Linked DNA regions of Rattus norvegicus: region 2 is linked to region 1. The links are chromatin contacts, called in public Hi-C maps. All regions are on one chromosome and are shown on one strand. The core of a region is the stretch at or near the end of the contact, and the rest is flanking DNA. Distances in the headings are between cores, read along the strand shown. Region 1 holds the start of Il18r1 (interleukin 18 receptor 1). Region 2 overlaps Il18rap (interleukin 18 receptor accessory protein).

Region 1 (6,322 bases), core at 2,351-4,850:
ATCCAGAATAGTAGACGGCAAGTGTTTGTCCTGGCCCCTCACATGATGCACAGCAAAGAGTTTGCCTATGAGCAGGAGATCGCCCTGCACAGCGCCCTCATCCAGAACAACTCCAAGGTGATTCTGATTGAAATGGAGCCTATGGGTGAGGCAAGCCGACTGCAGCTTGGGGATCTGCAAGATTCTCTCCAGCATCTTGTGAAAATGCAGGGGACCATCAAGTGGAGGGAAGACCACGTGGCCGACAAACAGTCTCTAAGCTCCAAATTCTGGAAGCATGTGAGATACCAAATGCCAGTCCCGAAAAGACCCCCCAAGATGGCATCTGTTGCCGCTCCGTTGAGTGGCAAGGTGTGCTTGGACCTGAAACACTTTTGAGTCGTGGACTTGCCTACTCAGAGCTGGGGAATCCCAGCAGTAGGCCCCAGAAGTGAAGGTGTGAAGACTTGAAATGCCAAGGGTGGGGCCCCGCGTCTCAGCTAATAAGAGACTCTGGTCTGTTTTCCTGGTTGTGGGAGGAGCCATCCATCCCTTGTTTCCGGTTTCCTCTGCCTGCCTCGCTCTTTTGTGGCACAAGATCAAACCCTGAATCTTTTCCTTTTCTTTTGTTTCTCTCTTTGCTCCTTCTTTTTAGTCTTCATCAATTACCTAAGTTCAGAACATCAAGCTGACACTTCTAGAATAAAGTTCTGATTCATCCCAAAGAGTAGTCTCATCCCCAGAGGCAGAGAACCAATAGTAAACCTCATTCCTAACACACCAGGATTTTTTACTTTTTATTTGTCAGTTACCGAGTTTCGCCGTGTCAATATTGCCAGATTTGGTAGAACACCTTATTCAAATTGCTGTTACAATAGAGCATTTTTCAGTTCTAAACATCTTTTATATATTTTTGTATTCTCCTTAGAAATACCTTCTCACTTTAAAAGAAACAAAAGATTTATTAGAAAATGTAAAGTATAAAAGAAAATAGAATGAAATATAAAATTAGAGAAAGGAAATATAATAAAAAATCCCAACTCTCACGATTAATTTTGTCAAGTCTGTATTTTAAACTATAAAGTTTATACGTGTAAGTTTCATAGCTGAGATTTGTACAACATGGACTTGACCTTTTTTTTTTTTTTTAATTTACTACCATAATGAAAGCTGGTGGCAGTCACTGACTTCTTTAACATTTACAGATGTTCCGATGGTCCATCTCAGCTTGTGCTGCAGACTCCAACTGAAGCAGCCAGCGTGAAAACCATGTCTGCCACAGCACAGCTACCCTACTGAAGTGTATGTCATTGCGAGGCAGCTTACTTTTGGGCTACTTCTAGGAACTGTGTAGGGCATTTGGACGGAACAAGATTAATCTGTAGTCAGAGGTCCCCTGGACAGTCTTCTCCAGTAGAACACACACACCGTGGGGTCCAAGGCACTCAGGGAACTGATCAGAGCCAAGGCAAGTGTCTTGCTAGGACCTTCAACTTTGCTGATAGATTGAGTCCTGCCTCAGTTGAGTCCTGCCTCCGTCGGCGATGGGACTCCACACTGGGGTGACAATGAAAACAGAATTCGGGAGACTCTTGAAAGGAGGGGAATGTTGAACTCATGGTCAACATATATTTCAGAGACGAGGCTGCAGAGACTCCATATGCAGAAGCATGTGTAGAGGATCCAGGATAGCCCATTCTTCCCTCTGTGCCTTTAATGTGGGTTGCCAGGTACCTGCGCATCTATCCTGTGGGTGGACGGTTTGCGAAATCTGCCTGCCCCGCTGTAGTGGACAGCTGTGTGTTCCTCTGCTGCTTCATCTACCTTTAGCGAGCTGCCAAAAACTGACTGATGAGACGCATGATGTGTAAACTGACTGATGAGAAGCATGACGTGTCTCATGTACAGGACGTGGAATCGGGAGAGAATCCTTGCTCTGGGTAACCAGCTCTGTGGCTGCCAGGAAGTTCCTCAACATCCTCAAATAGTAGTTTTCTTAGGTCTGTTGAAAGACAATACCACGCTGGATTCTTTTGCTAACAGAAAATAGAGGTATTTGGATTTCAGAAAGAATTCGATGAGTACTAGTATTAGTATTTGTGATTATGAAGTCTCAACGTGAGCCATGTGAATTTGACCATATTCTGTGATCATTCTGAATGAAGACCTCTAAAAATGAAATTCTCCCTAGTCTTAGTCCTGGGAATAGATACTCCTTCATTCCTGCTGCTCCACTCACTGAAAATGACCTACAAAAATTATTATTTGTCCTCGTTCAAGATTCTTCTGCATGCAATTCTAAACGATTTGCATGTAATTGAGCTGGGCAGTGTGACGAATGCCTTTAATCCTAGCACTTGGGAAGCAGAGGCAGGTGGATTTCTGCCAGTTTGAGTCCAACCTGGTCTATAGAGTGAGTTCTAGGGCACCAGAGCTTCCAGAGAAACCCTGTCTCAAAAAATGAGGAGAAAGAGGAGGAAAAAGGAGAAAAAAAAAGAAAAAAAGGAGTAAGAAGGAGGAAGGGAAGAGATAATTGACTTTTTTGTAACGAACTAGCATCTGATGGTTTTGCTAAACTCAAAATATTAGTTTTATTTTATGTTTTAAAAGGTTCAAAGTGTGATCCATGTAAAAATGTCTTCTGTGGACTTTCCCCCATTTCTACCATCTCCTGCCCCCATGTCTTCAGAGTGCTTGTCTGACTTTGAGCTGACGTTATTTAGTTACTAGTCATAGGAACGCAAAGCGTTTCTCCGTGCTGCTGCTTGTAGACATTTCCATATTAGACTAGGAAGCGAATGAGCCTTTCGACTGTCCAGTTTGTGAGTTGCAGTAGGAGTGTTGAAGTTTGTTAAACACTTGTTTTCCATGTATCCCAGAAATATTATGCTTTTCATATTTGTTGTACAGCAAACTTTTTTTCAATGGGCAAAAATAATTGTGCCATTGACTCCCTGAGTGTTTTTTTTTTTCATGTGTGTTTGAAGAATTTTAGCTCATTATAAAAAAAATCCAGAAATTCTCTGTTGGGGCTCCGTTTCTTTTGAACAATTTAAAATCTCACTATTACTTCCCAATTGTGAATTTCCACCCATTCAGGAAGCTGAGCATCTTGTGCTGGCCTTTGGACACTGTTGTCTCTGTGAGCTTGGCAGTCTTAAGGACTCTCCTCCCTCCTTCCCAGCTGGAGTCGCGGGTTCTCAGCGCCCTCTGCCTGAAGGGTGTAGCATGTACAGGGCGCAGGTGGTTCTTTAAGGAATCGTAGTGGGTAGAGTTGAAGGGCTGCAGGTTCCCGGAAGCCAGGGGCGGTGGCTGTGGCTCCCTGGAGGTGTGGAGCTCCGAAGAGTCAGCTGAGACCCAGGAAGGAGAGCTCCAGGGGCGTTTTCTATCGCCTTGGAGGTGGGGGTCAAGGTTAGCTCTGAGAACTGTGGAGCTCATAGGTGAGCGGGGACCAGCGGAGGAAACAGGCACAGGCTTGCTGCCAGGAGCGCAGGGCTTCCCAGAACTGAAAGCTCCAGACTTGAGTGCCCCAACTCTAAACTCAGGACTGGAGCTCCTCCCATCCCGGGCGGTGTACACCAGAAGACTTAACTTTTCCTTCTTACTGTTCCGATCTTCCTTCCCCCATCCCCCACCCCCGGAATCGCTAGCTTTTCTTTTTTCTTTCATTTTCTTCAATAATTCCTTGGGTTGCCTGATCCCTCTAACAAGCTCCTGGCCCTGTCTGACCATACTCTCCTTCCCTGTCTGGTGTCACAGTTGTGGACCCGGAGGTGTTCAGTCTCACCTGCTTGGTGAATTCCGCAGATGTAAGTGAAGGAGAAGCCACTGTCCTGCCCTGATTGTGAGTCACCTCTCTGAAGGTAAGGGCAGGCTCTGATGTCCAGTCCTCACTGTCTTCTGCTGTCTGGAGCAAGGGGAAGGGACCACCCACTCCCAGGGGTGCAAGGATCCTGAAAACAAAATCAATTGTGAGTGGTGCTTGTGTGTGTGTGTGTGTGTGTGTGTGTGTGTGTGTGTGTGTGTGTAACTAGTGACTACAAATGCATAGGTTCTTTGTAGAGAGGTATAAACAGATGAAACACAGCAACAATTGGTTTATTCGGCGCTTACCCTCTGCTGACAATACACTCAAGTGTGCTGTATTCTAGTCGCTTAATCCCCCAGAAGACAAATGAAACAGGCAACATCATCAGGTTTAATAAACAACGTCGAGGGAGAAAGATGCAGGGATTTATCTAAGAACATCTACCTAGTAATAGATTAGAGATTCCATTGGATTTTCCTTATTCCGGAAATTTTTGTGCTTAATGAAGGGGCTTCCGGAAGTAAGAAATCCTAGCAGGGCACATCACGGTTATCACATCAATGAATGACTGATTTATGCAGATTTGGGGGAATAGTTCCAACTCCCTTGAATGTTTACATGCATGTGTGTGCACGGATGCATGCACAAGCGCCCCCCCTCCCCCATGCATAACACAGTCACAAGAATATCTGCTTCAAGATATTACATCCTGGAAGAACAGGGAGCCACAGTAGGAAGTGGAGGCTGGTCCAAGAATTGTGGGGGTGCTGTGAGGTGGGTTTGACTGGGAAGGCAAGCAATCTGACAAAGCCAACCATTGTGTCACATGGCAAGGACCTTTGGGTCCTGGAGGAGAGTAGGGAACATGGTCTGTATGTCCAGATCAATGCTTGTGCAGGCACATTGGGGGAAATGGGGAGATAATAGCAGCAGGTATTTTTATGCTAAGTGTTGGGAGGTGGCAACAACTTTCCTTATAGACTTTCCTTAAAGTCCACTGTGCACACCCCTTGTCTTAGAACAGAAGTGCATAGATGCCTTCAAGATCATTTTTGCAGGTTGAACCTGGCTGTTTTGCCTTTCTCCAGAAGTAAAACACTTATGCATTAGACACTGTAGTGAAAAGGAGAGTGGAGGAGAGCCCAGCTCAGTGGGAGAGGGCTTGCTAGCCTGCCCTCAGTTCTCAGCACGTGTGTGTGTGTGTGTGTGTGTGTGTGTGTGTGTGTCCTTATGGGGTGTCAGGACTTTCACCAAAGCAGTGTTAGGGATACCTCACCTCAGGGTCATGTTTTGTTAAGCAGTGGCTGACACTTAGGTGACAAGTTTACCTGTGAGTCACTGAAACAACTGTCAAGGGCTTGGCTGTTTCCTACTCTCCTAGCCTCAGAAACTGTGTGTATGCACATGAGTGTGAGTGAATGTGTGTGTGTGTGTGTGTGTGTGTGTGTGTGTGTGTGTGTGTGAGCACCTACTGAGGAGCTTTTAAAGGGCTTGCATCTATGTGCTCCGATGAACTGTTTTTTACTAGAATGTGGTCAGTTTTCTCATGGGGAGGACCCAAAAGGAGATGGAACAGAATCAGAAACTCAGGACCTCAGGACATGACCACATTGACACCCTTTGAAAGGACATCCTGGAAGTGCCCCCTTGTCTTTGGGGACAGAGATAGTGGTCACCTTGCATCTGGCCTTCACTCTATGCCTCAAGATTACATAACGTTTGGAAGAGAACTACTTTAATCTAGAGATAATTTCATGTCATTGGGTAACTAAGTTTGTAACTATCCTTTCTGTTCATGGGTACACACATATGCTTGCACATGTATTAATTTTACATTTATTATGTCAACTCTAGAGTGAATGTTTCTAAGACAATATGTTATTTTCTGGGTGTGTGGGCAAGACCTGTAAACTGGTGGCTTTCCATCTGTTTTCACCCTGGAGTCAGGGGGAACTTTGGGGGAGTCAAGGGCTCAGGCCACCCCCTGTGTATGTTTAGTGGGCAACAAGCCTGTTAAAACATGTTATGCCTTTGAAGATGTCATGCTCTGAGAAATTGCAGGTGGTGTAGGTGTGCAATGAATTGAATGATCAGCCAGGACTCCCCTCTGTATGTGTTTTGTGGATTTGGTTCACTCAATGATTCAGCAAAGAAGCCAACATAGAGGGGCTCGTGCTGGTTAGTGGTAATTGCCATGGCTAGGTTAGCACAGAGAGAAAGTGTGTTCATGCACACATTCGCCACTGGGCAGGCACCTGTGCTAGATCTCCCAGAGTGCTCTAGGAGAGCCTTTACATTGTAAGTGAATATCAACCAACTTCAAAGGAAAGGTAGCACTATTTGACTGGACAGAGAAGTAATTCGTATTTATTTTGGAAGCAGAAGTTTAATTAGGTACTACTATATTTCATGGCAAAGAAGAAAATAAAATGTTTATAAATTTATAAATAAGCCAAATGTAAGAATGAAAACCATAAAATAAGGAATATAGCTGATTGTGTTACCTTTGAGGGAAACACTATACTCACAGATAAT
Region 2 (6,322 bases), core at 2,683-5,182, 56 kb after region 1:
TACATTAACAAAGGAAATCTCAGAAAAGCCCAGCAGCATAGACTGTGTCCTCTGCTTCACTCCCACTTTGATAAAGCATAGCAAGCTTCAAGAGAAAAATTACAGAATGTTTGGTTCAAGAAATAAAGGGACACCAGGAAGTTAAAAGGAGCTGAGTCCTGTGTTCAAGGAAATAAACAGATTGAGGTAGTGGTGATCTCAGGGCCAGTTCCCAGCCAACTCAGTTTATAGCTTGTATTTGCAGTTACACAGACACCATGACCAAAGCAACCCTGATAAAGGACAACATTTAATGGGGGTGGCTTACAGTCTCAGAGGTTCAGTCCATTATGATCATGGAAGGAAGCATAGCAGCGTCCAGGGAGACGTGGTGCTGGAGAAGCAGAGAGTTCTACATCTTGTTCTGAAAGCAAATAGAAGACTGTCTCATTAGACAGCTAGGAGGAGGATATCAAGGCCCCACCCCAGAGCGACACACTTCCTCTAAGAAGGCCACACCCACTCCAACAAGGCCACACCCACTCCAACAAGGCCACACCCACTAATAGTACCACTCCCTGGGCCAAGCATAATCACACTACCACACCATCCTTTTTCATAAGAACTACAACCAGACAGTTTGAGGAGCTTTCTCAACTATGTGTCTAGGATTAGAATTTGTAACCAGTATTCCTAACTTTATGCTCACTCCTGTTGGATTCTAACACATTGGTTTTAGCTCATCATTTTGTGTTAAGAAACTTGGGGTTTTGATTTTATAATTCTATAACCCATTGAACCAGGTATCATTCTTAGGGTTTCGAAGCTGATGGATTAAACATGACCATGTGATTCTTTTTCTTAAAGTGATTTGAATTTTTATTGGAAATAGCTATTTTATATACGTATATTCTGATTATGGGCTCACTTTTTTCAACTCCTCCCAGGTTACCCCACCCAGCTCCTATCCACCCAAATCCACACCCTATCTCTCTTTGTCATTACAAAGCAAACAGGCAGCTAGGAAACCAAATGATCAAACCAGAATAGGACAAACAACAGAAAAAGGAGCCAAAGAGAAAGCATAAGAAAGACATACAGATGCAGATACAGGTGCGTACACACACCCGCACACACATACACACACACACATACACACACACACACATACACACACACACATACACACACACACACATACACACACACATACACATACACACATACACATACACACACAGGCACACACACACACACCCACGCACACACACACCCGCACACACATACACACATACACACATGCACACACAGAGGCACACACACACATACACACACATACACACACACCCGCACACACATACACACATACACACACACATACCCGCGCACACACACACACACATACACACGTATACACACGCATACACACACATACACACACACAGGCACACACACATACACACACAGGCACGCACACACACACACACACACAGGCACACACAGAAATCCCTTAAGAACACAAAATCCTAAATTGTAATATAACAAAGCAAAATCTATAAGATCAATTTTTAAAAAAAAGTGTGGGGAGGTGGGAGGCCTACTGAGCAAGTGTGCATGACAGCTTTCTCTCTCTGCTGTGGGTTCTGAAGAATGCTTCCAGCGGCACACTGTCATGGGGGTGGCATTACTGTCCAGTTATTTGAAAAGGCACCCACACCTCCTATTATTCATCTCATAACTGTCTTATTGTTAAACAGGGGGATCGTGAATGTATTGTCCAAATTACACCATAGAGTAAAGATCAAATGTATAGCGCCCTGAGTCTCTAATCTAAGTTCTCAGTTATGCAGGAAAATTAGATGACTTTTATATGCTGGTAGTGAGTGCAAGCTGGCTGATATTAACCACCACCTCCTTCCCAGCTGCCCATACACCATCTGTTCAATAATTTACTCAGTATGTTGGCTAGGAACTGATATTGGACCCCTATTTTAAAACGTCTGGTTTATTAATTTCCATTGATTATATTAAAATGAATACAACTATGGGATTGAAAAAATAAGAATGGCATTGTAGGGTGATTGGAGCAAGAGATTGTGCGAGGGTTCTAACTAAGGAAGAATAACATCACAACAGAGAAAGACAAGGAACCGATTCAGTGAAGATGGGCAAGCTGCTTGTTGAGTTAGACGCGGAGTTCTTGCACGGTATAAACCCCACTAGATTGGAAATAAAAACTGTGGGTTGCTCATGCTCATGCCAGTGGGGATGGAGCCCTGCTAGCATGTTTAAACTTTCCCAGTGTGCATTCCTATCCACAGAGCTGGCAATGAAGGGAGGAGACACTTTTATGGAAGAAGAGGAACAATCAAATGCTTTGACGAAGGATGAGTTAAAGAGGCAATCATAACATTTTAGAATCTTTTGGCTCACAATAATTCATGGTGTTTGTCAAGCTGTAGACAATAGAAACTGGCTCAATCATAGAGAGCGAAGATATGATATGCTTAAATCCAGATGTGGCGATGATGATGGTGAACAGCCATTTCAAGCCCATGAAGGAGAACAGACTGAAAATATAAACCCAGGAAGTCCCTTCAGAACAGGTAGGGGATGGCCAGGTAAACAGCACCATTCCTAGAGAACCCTACAATTTTGGGGTGCTCCCTAGTACCGTGCTGCCTGGTAGTAAAGCTTCAGGATAGGACACCACAAAAATCCAGTGATCGCTCTCTCACTAGGAGTGATTTTGTTCTCCTTACATGCACCCCTAAACATCTGGTTTCCACTTGTTCTTCCCAGGACCTCCGACTCTCCACACAGGTTGCACTGTGGATGCTCCCCCTTTGTACTTTCATTTTTTACCTCCCCTCCTCAGAGCGGAACATAGTACTTTGGGCAGACGTCTCTGCGTCTCCTTCCTGCCAGTCTTGCATGTGACTGAAAAGACTGCTGAGCTCCACATCTCTTCACATGTTTCTTTGACATTTCTCTTGAGTTCCATCTCACAACGTCATTTCATGGTACACACTAAGCCGTAGTCACTATCTATAGAACGAGGAACAGGTCTGTTTGGTTAGCCATCTACGCTCCTCAGTGGACCGACTGTGGTCTTTCTTAGTGATGGTGCATTGTGTCACCACTCCACCAGAGTCTTAGGAGATTTACTGCCCACAGTCTATGCTCTGCAGTTTGTAGGCTCTTAGTGGGTTTTCTAAAGCTTTATCTCCGGGATTTTCTTCTTGTTCACTTCTGGAGTGTTCTTGATCTTCACAATCGCCTGATAAATATTTCAGCTGTCTGTCTCTGGCACTTTCCCTGACTTTTCCTCCTGACTTGTAACTACTCTATGACCAGTGTGGTCCTGTCTGTGCCAGCCCGGGAAAAGCTCTTTGTTGGGCCACAGGAACTGTGCCAGACACTTGGAGGTGGGGAAATTCCTGCTTCTACCTGTGAGAAGGCCAGTGGAAGGGAAATCCCTCAAGTAGCAGATGAGACTCTTAGTCAGAAAAAGGTTTAATATTCAGTTCTTCATTTACCAAGCATGCCCGTGTTAGATTTTAACTTAAATTATGAAATACTTTTCTCCTCGTTTGTAAAATAAAAGTGATAAAATCCATGTGAAGCCCAAGCCAGACACTCCTCTGGACAAGTAAGTGATAGGTCATATGGAGAGAAATCAGAGAGTTGGTTCAAGAGAGAGGCAGTCTGAGAGGAATTGTCCTTTAGGTCAGAATCTTACTAAGGGAGTTAGTGAAACTACAGACTACACTCTGCCTCTGAAGAGAAAGCGGTCAGTCTTGTAAGGCAATGCAAGGTGTCCTGTCCTAAAGGTTTCCGAGGGAGGTATGAATACAGCAGGAGGAAGTGGGAATATTGGGCTCTGTGGGAGAGCTAAGAGAGGAGGAAGACTGAAGGTCAGTCATGGCAGCTGCCCTGATGTGTAAGGCCAGTGGCATCTGGGAGCTTTGTCATCTAATGCGAACCACATGGAGTCATACATAAGAGAGAGTTTCGCAACCTCTGTAGAGATCAGGTTCTCCACCGTTTGTTGTCTCTGCTTTCTCCTTTCTTTAGATTATAATCGTAAAAGATCTACTCTTGATGTTCCCAGGAGAGTGGAAGGTCCCGTGTCATAGAAGGCATCACATAGGGAGTTAGTCTGCAGGATTTAGGACAGTGGTGACAAATCTTTTCACAGATATTGACTGAGGCCCCCCACAGTGCCCTAAAATCCCAAGTGATAAGAAGGTGGTCACAATAGTCTTTACTTCCGAGTCCAAGAACACCACAGCCAACTTTAGACACTTTGCTCAAAATGTCCTATCACAGCACTCTCCTGCTTTAAAACCTTCCTTGCTTTGTGCTCTCCTGAACTCACAGGTCCTTAAGGAAGCCGTTTACACAGATCAAACACATTCAGTCCACCTTGGCCTTCTTTCCTGTACCTGAGCTTTACTCTGCATCGTCCTACAGTGATGTTGATTTTTTAATTGGTTCCCCTGTGTTCTTCGCAACTCTCCTCAGACTCAGGGAGGTAGCCCTGTTTTATGGGAGCCGAGAGGTGTGTGCTGCTGCCAGGTGCTCCCTGAGCACTCTGGGATGTGACAGAAGAGCTTGAGACTCAGTGCCTGGAGGCCCACGGCCGACTGTGTGAAGGGACTCACGCTTACTCCCTACCATGTACCCACGACTCACTTACTTCCCAGGGCCAGTGTCTACTTCTAACAACTGTGGACAGGGATGTTCCCCCATCGCACCCTTACTGTAAAAAGGTGGTGCCTGTGCCTGGAACCACAGATTGCTTCCAGAGAGCATAACTGTCATGGGAAGGCGGGGCGTGTAAAGGAGCCAGAGCCCAGAATGAGACCAGATTAGTCTGTGAGGAGCTACCGAAGGATTCTAAGAGACAGCTTCTTGCTTGACCGAAGTTCAGTCTCTGAAGCTTTTCTATGGGCAAAATGAATATCAATAAGAACTCTGGGGTGTTTAATTTCTTATCTTTTGGATTAGGATGGAAGACTGCTGCCCGAGTATAAGAAAAATCCAATTGAGATGGAGGATATTTATGATTTTCACCAAGGCTTGTACGTGTGCGATTACACTCAGTCAGATAATGTGAGTTCCTGGACCGTCCGAGCTGTGGTTCAAGTGAGAACCATCGGTAAGTGACTTTTTCTGAACTCTTGTGGACCGGTGAAAATCATCTTTATTTGGTTAAGTGATTATTTTTCTTTAGATTAAGAAAAGAGATAGTCACACACTGGCAACCATTAAAGGGTTGCATGTTGGCAAACCCAGTGTCTCCATCAACGAAGTCTTATTACACAGAGGGGCTCAGCTCTGGGTCATGTTCATCTTGTCTTAAAGTGGGATATCTGTTCCTTTCTTTCTGGTTTATTTTTGCAAGAAATTTAAATATGCATTGGATAGTTTCTACTTGTGTATTTTATTTTTTAAGAAAAGGAACATCACTGCTATGGCTTGAGATCTGTTTCCCACGAGGCACTGAAAGATTATAGTCTAGATCAGTGGTTCTCAGCCTCTTTGATATAGTTCCCTTGTGTTGTGGTGAGCCCCAACCATACAATTATTTTATTGCTATTTCATAACTGTAATTTTGCTACTGTTATGAATTGTGATGTAAATACCCATGTTCTCTGATAGTCTTAGGTGACCCCTATGAACCCTAAAGGGGGTCTTGATTCACAGGTTGAGAACCCCTGGTCTAGATTAAATTTATGCTTTTTCTATGCATGCATACATTTATTGATAAAACACAACACTGCCTTTTGCATCTTAAACACACACTATCTTATTAAGGTGATGGTTTCGAGTTGGCACCCCTTATTCATGATGAACAAAATTTAAATATTCCTAAATAATATTGGGGGCCACGAGACTCTTTTGATTGGTATCAAGTTGTGCTTTTACTTTCTCTCCCCTAATTTATTCCTCTTTGACTAACAATAAAATCAAATCTCTCTCTCTCTCTCTCTCTCTCTCTCTCTCTATATATATATATATATATATATATATATATATATATATATGAGCACTGCTTCTGCTTCTGACACCAGAGTGAACGGCACCAAACACTCTTCTCTTCCTAATGGAATGAACATGGGTACTCACTCTGCTTTGCCCAGGGCTCTGACTTGGATGTATATCACCTATGTTGGGCCTGATGGACTGTGATGGTTTGTATATGCTCATGCTCAGGAGTCATGAGAAAACACCATACAGAGGAGGGAGAGAAGACCAGTGAACAGGGATCATTGGGTGTGGCTTAGGGTCTGCCCAAAGGTCCCACTTCACACTTGAAGCTGGTTTCAAGTTGTTA

What was found. A called contact is a pair of places that touch in the nucleus more often than the background predicts.
Region 2: a contact with region 1 is called in a Hi-C map of the A7r5 cell line, with 3 times the contacts expected there. The contact joins the enhancer-like site here to the promoter of Il18r1 in region 1. A contact is called at or near these places in 4 of 12 Hi-C or Micro-C datasets (the A7r5 cell line, the Rat2 cell line, Schwann cells and 1 more).

The regions. Positions count from the first base shown.
Region 1 is chr9:50,219,891-50,226,212 of GRCr8, forward strand. Il18r1 (interleukin 18 receptor 1) reads left to right here and starts at 3,601. Exons shown (of 11, transcript NM_001106905.2): 1 at 3,601-3,950. It overlaps Il1rl1 (interleukin 1 receptor-like 1), which reads left to right. Exons shown (of 11, transcript NM_001127689.1): 11 at 1-468. The coding sequence ends at 378.
Region 2 is chr9:50,275,414-50,281,735 of GRCr8, forward strand. It overlaps Il18rap (interleukin 18 receptor accessory protein), which reads left to right. Exons shown (of 12, transcript NM_184047.2): 6 at 4,993-5,143. Among named protein-coding and RNA genes, the nearest start is that of Il18rap, 15 kb to the left of the region's middle. Within about 2 kb of position 3,933, at least 4 of the 93 cell types and tissues checked have an H3K27ac peak or open chromatin away from gene starts, as enhancers often do. A contact at or near this core is called in the A7r5 cell line, where this site is marked.